Regions from separate parts of the Hordeum vulgare genome. Here region 2 is linked to region 1. The links are chromatin contacts, called in public Hi-C maps. All regions are on one chromosome and are shown on one strand. The core of a region is the stretch at or near the end of the contact, and the rest is flanking DNA. Distances in the headings are between cores, read along the strand shown.

The links. A called contact is a pair of places that touch in the nucleus more often than the background predicts.
Region 2: a Hi-C map of leaf shows a contact between it and region 1, with 6 times the contacts expected there. The contact joins the promoter of LOC123398220 here to the promoter of LOC123398208 in region 1. A contact is called at or near these places in 3 of 6 Hi-C or Micro-C datasets (leaf and seedling) and 1 of 1 datasets of contacts at active chromatin or transcription factors (embryo).

What each region holds. Positions count from the first base shown.
Region 1 is chr5H:446,722,758-446,729,234 of MorexV3_pseudomolecules_assembly, reverse strand. LOC123398208 (Golgi SNAP receptor complex member 1-1) reads right to left here and starts at 1,515. Exons shown (of 5, transcript XM_045092707.1): 1 at 1,258-1,515; 2 at 1-197. The coding sequence starts at 1,293.
Region 2 is chr5H:446,986,399-446,992,942 of MorexV3_pseudomolecules_assembly, reverse strand. LOC123398220 (endoribonuclease Dicer homolog 4-like) reads left to right here and starts at 2,030. Exons shown (of 5, transcript XM_045092715.1): 1 at 2,030-2,121; 2 at 3,475-3,583; 3 at 3,754-3,934; 4 at 5,818-5,932; 5 at 6,409-6,544. The coding sequence starts at 3,509.

The DNA.
Region 1 (6,477 bases), core at 266-2,765:
CGGGTTAATGTATGAGAAAGAACTTCCGAGCCTCCTGACGATACCCAGGTTTGCATTTGAGAATTTACTTGCTGAAGTTGCTTTAGTGATCTTTCTATATCAGTCTCGATATCATTCTCTGAACCATCTGATTTCATAGAAACCAATTTACGGTATGCAATCATTTGGTCGTCTAACTGAGCTTCCAACCTCCTCGCCTACAAGCAGAAATTGTACAGGAACAACATTAACCATGCACACACGCACATCAAATACCATCTATCAGGCTACTCATAGCTTCATGAAACCATAAAGCCATCTTCAACGCAAGTCACTTATACGGGTGCTGAGGGAAATAAAAATATATCATAAAACTAAAAGAAGAATCCGAGCGTTTATCTGTTTCACAATGCTAGACGCTAACCGATAGGCGCTAATAAAATCAAAGTCCAGGCTGGTGCAACAGTGTTTTACCCCGCACGGCATAAAAGGCCCAAGCGCCCGATTCAATTTCTTGAGTTCATGCCTCATCTGACGCCAGGAATTGATGACCTAACTACCTATCTACCAGGATGTCCATCCTAGCGCCTCTCTGTTAGCACCCATGTAGGCCATGCCCTAACGCAGCAATCGTATTTAGTAGTGACATCGTTACAGAAAATAACTTGGCATGGCGCCTTCTTAGCCTAGCAAAGGATGGGTTCAGCCATAGACTCGTACCATACAGTCCGAACACACTAACCGTAAATACCTGACTCTCATGAACAAGCCGGCAACGCATTGCATTACTAGATAGTACTCCATAAGCACGATTACACAATCTAACCAACAAAAGCTTCAGATGGAGAAGGGGCAGTTCGGTAGGATCAAAACTCTAGTCAGTTGCACACTGGATTAGTGGCACATTGCTCCAAATTTACCATGTTAGTCAAAGAAATGGGCTATACCTGCAGCACAGTTTTTTGAACATAGCCACTATGAAACTAGTCTTGGTGTCACGAAAACTCTACAGTTTCAGAAGACGAAGGAAAACGCATTTCGTTCCACAGGCACGGACTACGGATTCGACGAACGAGGCGCTCCAATTTTACGAGGGTCGCCTCTCACGAATTCAGCGGGCAGCGGGGGGAAATCGTCGGCCCGAATACCACAGCGGCAGCGCACTGCGCGGCGCGGGCGCCGGCCAGGGCCGGATCTCGGGCGAGCGGACAACGGCAAGGGGTACCGGGGAGCGGGAGAGAGCGCGCGACGCGGGGATCCGAGGGGGCGGGTATTCACCTGCTTGCGAAGGGCGTCCCAGGACGACGCCTCCATGGCTCCGAGCTCCTCGGCGGCGCCGTCCTAGTGATCCGCCGGGAGATCTCGAGCGGGGGGCGCGGCTGGATCTCGCGCGCGCGCGGCGAGCGAATCAGTGGGAGAGGGTTGGAAGGGGTGGAAAGGGGTGGGTTGCCCGATGGCGTTGGAGAGGGAGAAGCGTCAGGTCGGGGGCACCGTGGTGGTCAACTGGTCGGGTGAGGCTCGGTGGCACGGTGCAGCCACCAATCCGGGGGGGCCCGAGAAAGCCAATATGGTGGCATAGTGCACAATTCGACACTTCTGGTCTACCAAACCTTTATTTTTAAATTAATATAAAAAATTTAAAAAAATCCATACCAAACTACCTAGGCCCTATTTGATTTGCATAATTCTTAGCACCTACCTTTGATTTATAGAAGGAAGGACAGAGTAAAACCCAAGCCAGTTGCTAACAGCATCTCTAACACATCCTGTATAAGTGGTCAAATACCTAAAAAAAATTATGTTTACAGTTTTGATCCCAAAAAGTATGTAGAATAAAAACCGTAAAAGTAATCTAACCCGTAAAAAGTTTAAGGGGCACGGTAAAGCCACATCCGAAACTCTTATTTTTGAAGGTTGGAATGCCGATTCTAGGGGGCCGTATACCGGTCAAACCTCGTCGTAGCAAACACGACGCCGCGAAATTTGCCGGAATCCGTCCTAAACTTGCCGGAATACATCACTGCGCGTCGGAAAAGGCCGTTGGACGCGACAATCGATCGCCGCCGGTTTGAATTGGACGAGCTCGACCTCGCCATGGCCTCCCATGACCTCAACCTGGCCGCCGGAATCCTCTTTGCGCGGCAAGCAAAGGGGCACGGCTCGACCGGCGCGGCTGACAACAGAGCAAGTCGCTGACGACGGAGGCGACGGGGCATGGCCGGCGGGCGACAAGGTGTGGTCAGCGAGGCTGGTCGCGCCCGGCGTGGTGATGGGGCGCGGCCGACGGGGACTGGTCGCGGCTGGCAACAGAGCAAGTCGCTGACGGCGGAGGCGATGGGGCATGGCCGGTGGGCGACAAGGCGTGCCGACGAGGCTGGTCGCGGCCGGTGTGGTGATGGGGCGCGGCCGACGGGGACGGGCCGCAGCCGACGTGACTGACACGGACGGCTGGAGGAAGGGGCAACGGCCGTCGTACCAGAGGAAGGAGCTCTTTACGGTAATTTTACAGTTTATGTTTGAAAATATTTAAAATGGACCCTTAAAATGCTTTTTTTTATCCGTATTCTATTTTTACAGTTTGCATTTTTAGAATGTCTGCTAGAGATGCTTTAACAATGGGTAAGGTTGAAGCATCATTACAAACACCTAGCAAAGGAAAAAAAAAAAGGCAAATTTCTCACAAATATAAGTAAATGTCATGCACCCATCAACTTTCAATCATGCATATCGTTAAAAGTAAGATCAATGAGATCTGACACATTACGCTGCTGAGAGGTTGCTCTGCTTCCAAAGATGCGAGTGGATTAGGATGAGGAGACAATCAAAAACACGATGATCTCTGCCTACAAACCTGGCCCTTGCATCTTATACCATCGAAGCATTAATGTGTGTATGCGATTGGGCAGTTGACGTTGATTTGGAGGTCGGAGAAGCACCGACGCCATGTCTCCCTGGCCCTCACACACTTGACAATAATGTGGTCGATATTGTCCTCGTCTTGCACACACACAAAGCAGCTAGTAGCATATCCGTCGTCGAGAGCATATCTTGCATCACGTACCAGATGAAGATTTTGCACTTGAGCGATGCCCAATACTTCCAAATGCAAGCAGTGTCCGGAAATCTAGTTTTTCCTTCACACAGTAACCGGTAAACAAAGCATGCGTTGTACTGCCGTGACGTCGTCCATGGGCAAATAAAAACATCACGCGATGTGGGAGATAATTGAGGGGGTGTTTGTTTTCACGAATTTTTTGATGTAGGGACTAAAAAAAGTCCCATATGAAACAAACAGGAGGGACTTTTAGGGACTAAAGTGGGGTGTTTGAGACTATTTGGAGAAGTACCTGTGGGAGGGATTTTTTGGGACTTTTTCCTACCCTGCCCCGCATCGCATCGCGTCTCTGGTCTTATCCGCTTGCTCGTCTCCCTCCAGCCGCTCGCGCTCGCGTCTCCCACCTCGGCCGCCGCCGCCGCCGCCAGTTCCCTCGGCCGCCGCCGCCGCCGCCAGTGCCCTCGTCCCTTCCCCTGCCGCTGCCAGTGCGCTCGGCCGCCGCTGCCAGTCCGGCCGCCGCCGCCGCCATGGATGAAGACGACGAGACGCAGCTCCCCTCTACGTTGAGTCTATAGGCCTATTTTTGTGGATAGTAGGTTCCCCGCAATCTTTAAGACAAGCAGAAAACAGATTTGTTAGGTCACTGGACACAATTGTAAGGAAGTTTGATAAAGTTTTGGCATGTCTGATCAAGCTAGCAAAAGACATTATCAAGCCAATAGATCCTCAATTCAACATTGTGCACTCAAAACTAAGATGTACAAAATATTCACCATTTATGGACAATTGCATTGGAGCAATAGATGGGACACACATATAGGTTGTGGTACCAGTTGCCACTGCTATCCAGCATAGGAATAGACATAAGGAGATGAGTCAGAATGTGATGTGTGTGTGTGACTTTGATATGAGATTCACATTTGTCCTAGCCGGTTGGCCAGGATCAGTGCATGACATGAGGGGTCTTCAATGATGCCCAATCCAGATTTGGTGCAAAGTTTCCAAAACCACCACCTCAAAAGTTCTATCTTGTCGATTCGGGATACCCAAACAGACCGGGTTATCTTGCACCATACAAGGGTTTAACCTATCATTTCCAAGAGTACCGTGATGGCACAATGCCTAGAGGAAAAAAAGAACATTTCAATTTCAGCCATTCTTCACTTAGAAATGTCATTGCGAGGTGTTTTGGAGTCTTGAAGAACAAGTGGAGGATTTTGTTTCACTTACCTAGTTATCCACAACAGAAACAAAGCAAAATCATTGTGGCTTGCATTGCATTGCACAATTTTATTAGACAAAGTCAACTATCCGATATAGATTTTGACTTGTGTGATGAAGATGAAAATTATGTACCATTGTCTATGGCAACGACTACTCCAAGAAATGATTCAACCAATGAGACGGATAGTGCTGTTATGAATCAATTTAGAGATTGGGTCGCTAATGGGTTATGGTCGTTGAAACAACAATGATATTACTTCGGTTGTTATGAACAAGTGTTGTTCGATTCTGTAATATTTGCTTATGAACAAGTGTTGTTTGCTTCTGTAATCTTTCATTATGAACAAGTGTTGTGAACAAGAGTTCTTTGCTTTTGTAATATTTGCTTATGAACAAGTGTTATTTAATAATATGGTCAGGGGTAACATGGTCTTTTTACATGTCATTTAATGACCTCTAGTCCCTGTTTAGTCCCTGGAAACAAATGGGTAGGGACTAGGGACTTTTAAGTTGGGACTAAAAAAAGTCCCGGGACTTTTGAAACAAACAGGGCATGAATATCCTGGATGGGTCTCCACTCTCCAAAGGGTATTATATTGTTGCTATTCCGACATGGTGGGCACAGGTCTGATGTCAGCAACCCAACGATGGTCGCTCATCCCTTGTTGCATCGTTCTCGAATATACGCGGTTAGACAACACTTTGTCAAATATATGCAACGCAATATCCTGAATTGAAGCTCCTTTAATCCTTCTATCCTTTCAAAAAGAATCCTCGTGCGATCTTTGACCTAGATCTTTACAACGTCTTGGGCTAACTCGCCTACCATCAGGTTCAAACCCTCCCAAGGACGAACTGGCTCAATGTGACTAATCTGTTGGGGAACGAAGCCTGGAAAACAAAAAGAAATCCTACAAACACCCAAGATCTATCCATGTAGATGCATATCAACGTGAGGGAGAGGTGTATACATATTTTTGTAGGTCGAAAGCGTTAACGATCTAGAGATCATGGTTGGCATAGTCGTACTCGCGCCGCGATTCAGTCTGATCCAAGCACCGTACATGCGGCACCTCCGAGTTTAGCACACGTCCGGCTCGATGACATATCCTTCTTCTTGATTCAGCAAGAGAAGGAGAATAGGTAGATAAGATCTGAACCAACATGACAACGTGGTGGTAGTAATGGTAGTGGAACACCGACAAGGCTTCGTCAAGCACTGACGGATCAAGGTGGAGGCTTATCGGGAGACAAAGAGAGGAGTCTTGGGTTTGGTGTGTCCAACTCCAACCCTTGCGCCCCCTCTCCACAATATATAGGGGTGTGGAAGGGCCGGGGGTACAGCCCTAGCCCCTCCTCCAAGGAGGGGAGGCGACCAAGGGAGGAAACTTATCTCCCAAGGCATGTGGATTCCCTCCCACTTAGGGCTTCTCCTTCCTTTGCGCATGGGCCTTGTGGGGGTTGGTGCATGTGGCCCAATAAGGCCAGGGCACCCTTACAGCCCATGCATGCCCTAGGGGCTGGTGGAATCCTCTTGTGGACTTCCGGACCCCTCCGGAATCCTCCAGAATCTTCTCAAAGTTTGTCGGTACAATACCGAAGAAAACTAAACTTTTTCCGGAACCACGATAACAACTTTCCTTATATAAATTTTTACCTTCACACCATTTAGGAGCTCCGCATGATGTCTGTGATCTCATACGGGACTCTGACCAACATTCGTTCCATTGCCATTAATATCTCAATACTACCCTAGTGTTACCGAACGTTAAGTGTGTGACAATACGTGTTCGAGAATCATGTAAACATGACCAAGACACCTCTCCATTTAATAACCAATAGCGAGACCTAGATGCCCACGTTGGTTCATACATATTCCACGAAGATCTTTATTGGTTGAACCACGATGTCGAGGATTTGGGTAATCTCATATGCAATTCCCTTTGTCCGGCGATATGTTACTTGTCTGAGATTCTATCGTCGGTATCTTCGTACCTAGTTCAATCTCGTTACTGGCAAGTCTTTTTACTTGTTCGGTAATACAAGATCCCATGACTAAACTCATTAATATCATGCTTACAAGCTTCTTCAATGTTGTATTACCCACGGGGCCCAGAAATATCTTTGTGTCATATGGAGTGACAAATCACAGTCTGGACTCATGCCAACCAACAAACACCTTCAAAGATACATGTAGAGCACCTTTATGATCACTGAGT
Region 2 (6,544 bases), core at 781-3,280, 260 kb before region 1:
TTGGATTGACCCACGTCAGTTGGCATGCCCAAATACCGTTCGCTTACTGACTCATTATGGAAGTTAAGAGTCCCTTTGATACTGTCTCTCAACTCCTGCGGGCATCCCTTGCTAGAGAAAATAGATGGATTCATGAGATTCATTCTTTGCCCTGATGCATTGCAGTATGTTTCCAACAGGTTTGATACCTCCATGGTTCCCTCATTACTAGCTTTGAACAGCGGCAGGCTATCATCCGCAAATAGGAGGTGATTAACCGATCGGGCACTCGGAGCCACCTTGACCCCATTGAGCGCGGATGATTGAGAACTGAATTTGAGGATGCACGAAAAGCCCTCTACTACGATTAAAAATAGATATAAAAATATTGGATCATTCTCTCAAATACCCTGCGAAGTGTTGCAAGACTCGAGTTTCTCGCCATTCTCTCCCGTGGCTAATCAACCGGAATTTCCTATTCGCCGCTCGCTGCGGAAAATAGTCACCGCTTCGCACAGGGGGTGCGAGCGAGCGACTGGGTTTGGGCCGGCCCGTTCAAACTTTCACGATTCCGGTTTTGGGAACCTTCTAGAGGTTTCCACCCGTTTTTTCTGGTTTTGGGAAACTTCTAGAAGGTTCCCCGAACCATTTTTTTTTATTTTTCTGTTTTTTTGTTTCTGTTTTTGTTTCTTTTTTTCTATTTTTGTTTGAAAATTGTTCTGAACTTTTAAAAAATGTTCTGGAATTTGAAAAAATGTTCCGGAATTTGAAAAAATGTTCAAGATTTTGAAAAAATGTTCCGGAAATTGTAAAAATGATTTGGAATTTGAAAAAATGTTCCAGAATTTGGAAAAATGTTCCAGAATTTGTGAAAATGTTCCGGATTTTGAAAAAATGTTCCGAAATCTGAAAAAATGTTCCGGAATTTAAAACTGTTCAAGATTTTGAAACAATGTTCTGGAATTTGAAAAAAAAATCAGAATTTGAAAAAATGTTCCGGAATTTTAAAAAATGTTCAAGATTTGAAAAAAAATGTTCCGAAATTTGTAAAAATGTTCCGGATTTTGAAAAAATGTCCCAAAATTTAAGAAATGTTCCGGAATTTAAAATTGTTCAAGAAAAATGTTCCGGAATTTGTTAAAATGTTCCGGAATTTGAAAAATGCTACGGAATTTGAAAACTGTTCCAGAATTTGAAAAAATGTGAAAAGGAAACAAACAAATTTGGGAACATTTTTTCGAGAAAAGGCTGGAATTTGAAATAATCGCGGCATTACAAAACTGTTCCTAATTTTGAATAAAAAAATTGAAATCCAAGTTTCAACCTCCGCTATATATTGTTATATTATTCTGCGCCTTTTACGACAAGAAGCTGATATTGGTTTGTTGGCTAAATTCTGTTACTCTCGATTCTTTTTTGCCGCCTGGTAGAAAAACAGCAGAAGCACGGTCAGTGGGCCGGCCCAGGCAGAGAGCTGCCTGTGCGAAATCGGGTCATCCTGCCGCAGAATGCGGCGTATAGGAGCTCCCCAATCAGCCACCACGCGTGTGCTTTTGCTCCCTGTGACGGGCCGCTCGGCGTTAACACTAGTATCATGGGCTGTTGTTGTTGGCCCATGTTTCCCAGTTCCATTGGCCCAAGACTCGGAATCTTTCGGCTGCGGGCCCGTGGGGGACAGAGCGCTTTCGCCTTTTTCATTACTCTAAAAAAACAATTAGCCTTTCCATTATTCGATCCTTTTTGCCCCAACCCCCTTGTCTTCTTCCTCGCCGCTCCTCCCCTTAAACCCTCACCCATGGCGGCCCGCCCATGCTCCCGCGGCTACCCGAAACTCCGGCGTCTCCTCTCCTCTGCTGCCGCGGCGAACCTTCCCCTCCTGTGCTCCTAAAGGCGCATGGCCGAGGCCCTCGCCCTGGTAGATTTGGACGAATGCCACCGGCCGGCCACCCCGTCTCCTCTCCCCAGCGAGATCTAGGCTGCATCCCCAAAGGCAACTGAATACACTCCCTCTCCAACCCAAGCTAGCTTCGATCCGGCGCCCTGCGGCCGGCGTCCCCAACAATCGCGGCTTCCAACCCGTCGCCGCCCTCCCGCACGCTTGCGCCCTCCGCGAGCGTCGCGCGGCCCTGCATTTCGTTCCGGGTAAGCGCTCGCCTGAGACTTCGGAACAGACAATCATCCACTTTATGCGTCGTGTTTGCACGATATTTTTCTGATCTTGTAAATGCCACAATTGCTAGTTCAGCACCTGCTCCTGTGCAGCGTTAGTGTTGGCGACTCAAATTTGGAACAAGCTGTCTTCTTTTTTGGGGGAAAAAGTGTAATGCCCTTGACTGACTTGAAATGATGATCTGAAAGACCGATGGGCTTTACACTAGGAAGGGTGTTAAAGATTGTAGATTAGTTGCATGACAGATTGTCATACCTGGGATTTATTCTAGAGCCTGCTTGAAGCAAGTAAAATTGGTGACTTGTAGTGTGATCTAGCTTTTATGGTACTCCATACAAGTATTTCCGGACGGAGGTAATATGTATTTGCAAGCACGTAAGGATGGCGAGGTTGGTGCCCATTATCCAGACTACCTTTTACCTCTTGGTTCAACAAAAGGCTTAAAATGGTTCATTCCATACAGACCATAGACGTTTAACTGTATTTGTGCAGTTATCATTTTGCTATTTAATGTTAGGGCAGTTTTGTGTTTTCTTCAGTACTAATACCAGTTGTCCACAGCACACTCATTCTGATATCAATCCCTCTTCATTTACATGTTTTGTGAGCTTACGATAACACCTTCACATTTAATTTTTTTATTTTCGGTGTTTGTTTCTGTGAAAGATCCTCATAGAAATTTCCCAACATAACAGGCTATCTTCGAAAAAGATTTCACAGGGTTAGCTTAGGTGCCATCCAATGGGTCCTGTCTTTTGTACGCCATGTTCACTTGTAGTATATGCTTTCTTTAGCAATATTTCTGGACCAGCTGTTAGTTAATGTGCATTACCTGATTCTGCAAGTTATATTTATAGCCGTGTATAGCCTTTGCATTTTCCCCGTTGTATAAGGGCTTACTACATACTATTTACCACATGTACGTGTATATATACTGGCCCATGGCCCCATGAGAATACAAGTTGCATATTTCCTAACATGGTACTAGAGTCCTAAGTTTTGTTTCTCTCCTCCCACCGCACGTGCAACTCGTGCTCAATTCCGATCAATCGCGCTCTCCTTCCTCTGTTCCCCACTGCTCCCCGCTGGCGCCTTGATTCCTCTCGCTCATGTAGCCCTCGATAGAAGCTTCAAATCGCGATCTGCCCGATTGGATCGCAATCTTTCAGATTCGCTCTAGTTTATAGTAATTAATGTCCATAATAGAGGAGATTTTTGGGTAAAGTTATTAGTTGATAAATACTCTTGTTCTACTCAGTTTGCAGTACTATGTTCGAGAAACTTTTTTCATAACAGCATATACCAAATTACCAGTACTTTTGTAGCTTTTGTTAGGTGACTCCTTTCCATTCAGTGGTTATGGTGCCGCCTGTGCACCAGGAGCCTAGTATCATGCCAATCAATACAATGGCGGAGAAGGAGTTCGAAGAAAAGGTAAAAGATGACAACATCACTTGCATTCATTTCTTTTCCATCTTCCTTTTGAGTACAGCGGTTATATCTTGGGTTTCTTTCTTCTTTCATCAGTTAGAACAATTTTTTTATGTAATTCACAAAAAAGATCATTTTTTTAGTTTGAATCGTCCTAATAGTTTTACTTGTAGGAAGTGTTATGCACGCACAAAAAGCCCAAAGCTACAGGGTGTGTTGCCCAACCGCAGCAGGAAATCAAACTCGCCATTGAGAGTGAGGATAAAGGACATGATGATCCTTCACTAAAAGAGTCTGCTTGTGTGGTGCTGAGCAATGGTGACGCAAATGGTTGCAGTGAGGGGCATGTTCTTGGTATTTGAAATCTGATCTTTTTCAAGTCTACCATCTCATGATTCTTTTAGCCACTGTTAAATCTGATTGATTTCGGAATAATCAATAAAATCATTTTATATCTCGTAAGTGTGGTTACGTCAGCCAAAATTTAGATATACTGTTTTGAAAAAATAAATAGATATCAATGTACTTGTACAGAAAATTTGAATGACTTATTGCTGCCTATATAATCAGAGATCGGGTGATCTTATAACCTGCTCAACTGTATATGTACTCCCTCCGGTCGCAAAAAAGGGGCGTAATTTTGTGGACGTGTAGATCAAGGAAGGAAAGAACTGACCTTCTTATTTCCCTGAAACTGCCCCTAATTAATCTTGTGTTTAGAAGTAATTGACATCAGTCATTGGACAGATTAGGAACACACAAATTACCACACAAGGTTTGGAATAACTACCACTTGAGATTTAAGGAAAAGGCGATGGGATGGAGATGATTAAGGGGCAATCTTGGTAAGCCACGGAGAAACAGGGACCTGGCACTGTTCTTATGTGGAAAAACGTGATTTTTTCATGGACAGCGGAAGTAATATTTAGCGTATAACATTAGATCAAATGATAGAGGAAGTGAGGTATATCAGAAGAAAGTGACATTGATCTGGCCTGAAAACAAGGTAATGTGGACATAGCACTGAAACTAAATTACATGGATACTAACTTCTCTGGCTTCTGCAGTCTATCCAGGATTACGAAATTCATAATAACTGGTTAGAGGGATTCTTAGTTTACTTTGAAATCCTTCTTTAGATAATTGCTAGTCTAAACCATTGACGCGTAATATAGATAGCATGTGAGCATGTTCTTTATATCCTTCTGGATGGTGCTTTATCTTTTTTCAGCCAATGATGGTGCTTAATCTTACACACAGTATTAACAGTTTCCTGACAAATTACCTGTTGTATGGTGTACTTTCTCGTGATGATGTGTACCTTGGGCAAATGTCATGTTTAAATTCCGAAGACATGAATTTTGGGTAGAAAGGGTCATCACAGTTTAAATATTTCATGCAGTTAAGAAGTTAATGATCTGAATGTTCAGTATTTTGGTTCAAGAATATTGTAACTAAGATTACAGTCTTTCAAATAAAATCTAGGGCACGGAACAAGGGATGTATCACTCTAGGAATAATATGCATAACAACAACTGGTTAGAAAATCACAACAACTGGTTAGAGCGGTTCTTAGTTTACTGTGAAATCCCTCTTTAGAAAATGGCCTGTTTAAACCATTGACGCGTAATATAGATAGCATTTGAGCATGTTTTCTATATCCTTCTGGATGGTGCTTTATCTTTTGGTCAGGAAACGACGGTGCTTAATCTTACATACAGTATTATTGCCTGTTTGGATTAGCGTTTTCATTCCAATTACACCCGTAAAACTTACAGACCGCCGCCCGTCGTTTTGATTTCCGGCTGAAAATAGCTCTTCGTTTGTAAGTTACACTTGTAAGAAAAATACACTGGTATTCAATTACACCAATTCCAAGCGCGGCCTTAACAGTTTCCTTACAAATTACCTGTTGTATGGTGTACTTTCTTGTGATGATGTATACCTTGGGCAAATGTCATGTCAAAATTCCGAAGACATGACATTCGGGTAGAAAGGGTCATTACAGTTTAAATATTTCATACAGTTAAGAAGTTAATGATCTGAATGTTCAGTATTTTGGTTCAAGAATATTGTAACTAAGATTACAGTCTTTCAAATAAAATCTAGGGCACGGAACAAGGGATGTATCACTCTAGGCATTATATGCATATAAGTGTTATTATTGCTTCTTCCATGATCTCATTTTTGTAGTCAAACTGTTGTTTTATAATTACTGATTTTGTTCGAATTCTTAGGCGGTGCAAATAAAGAAGCAGCAGCAAGGTCGAGATTGTCTCAAATCTGTAGTGCAATTGGCTGGAAGTGTCCAACATATGAGTTCGAAGAACATGGACGTGGCCACACAAAACTGTAAGCTTTCCTATTAACCCGTGAATCTTTAATTTGTTTCTATGTACTTTCAACAGATACATGTTACCTCAAATGTGATATTATCCATGTTATCATAGGCGAGGTCGCTAGTGGCTTCCTCCGCAAGTTGTGTCAGTTACTGGCCATTCTATACTCACTTGAGAGTTCTTTGAACACTTTGTGCTGTGCTGCCATCTCGTATGGCATGCATAGCTGATAATCGAGCTGCATTTCTGATATGTCATGCACTAATGTTTGAAAATTTAATACTGATGGTGTATACAAGATCTTGCAGTGGTAAGTTCAATCGTGATGAACACTGTAAAGGCAATAATGGAATGTAAACACTAAGTAACAGCTCTTGTGTCTTCTGTTCTGCCTGGCGGGAACTGCATCTGGTTGATTATTTGCTTAAGATGAGGTAGAGTTGGAAACAGAAATAGGCATGCATATCTGATGTTGTAGGAACTCTGCAGGTTCACATGCAAGGCGACTGTCCACGTGGAGACATTCACAGACACTGTTGTGGAGTGCGTCAGTGAACCCAAACCCCAGATGAGAGCTGCACAGGAACAAGGTGCTCAAGGTGTGTTATGGACCCTCAAGTGCCTT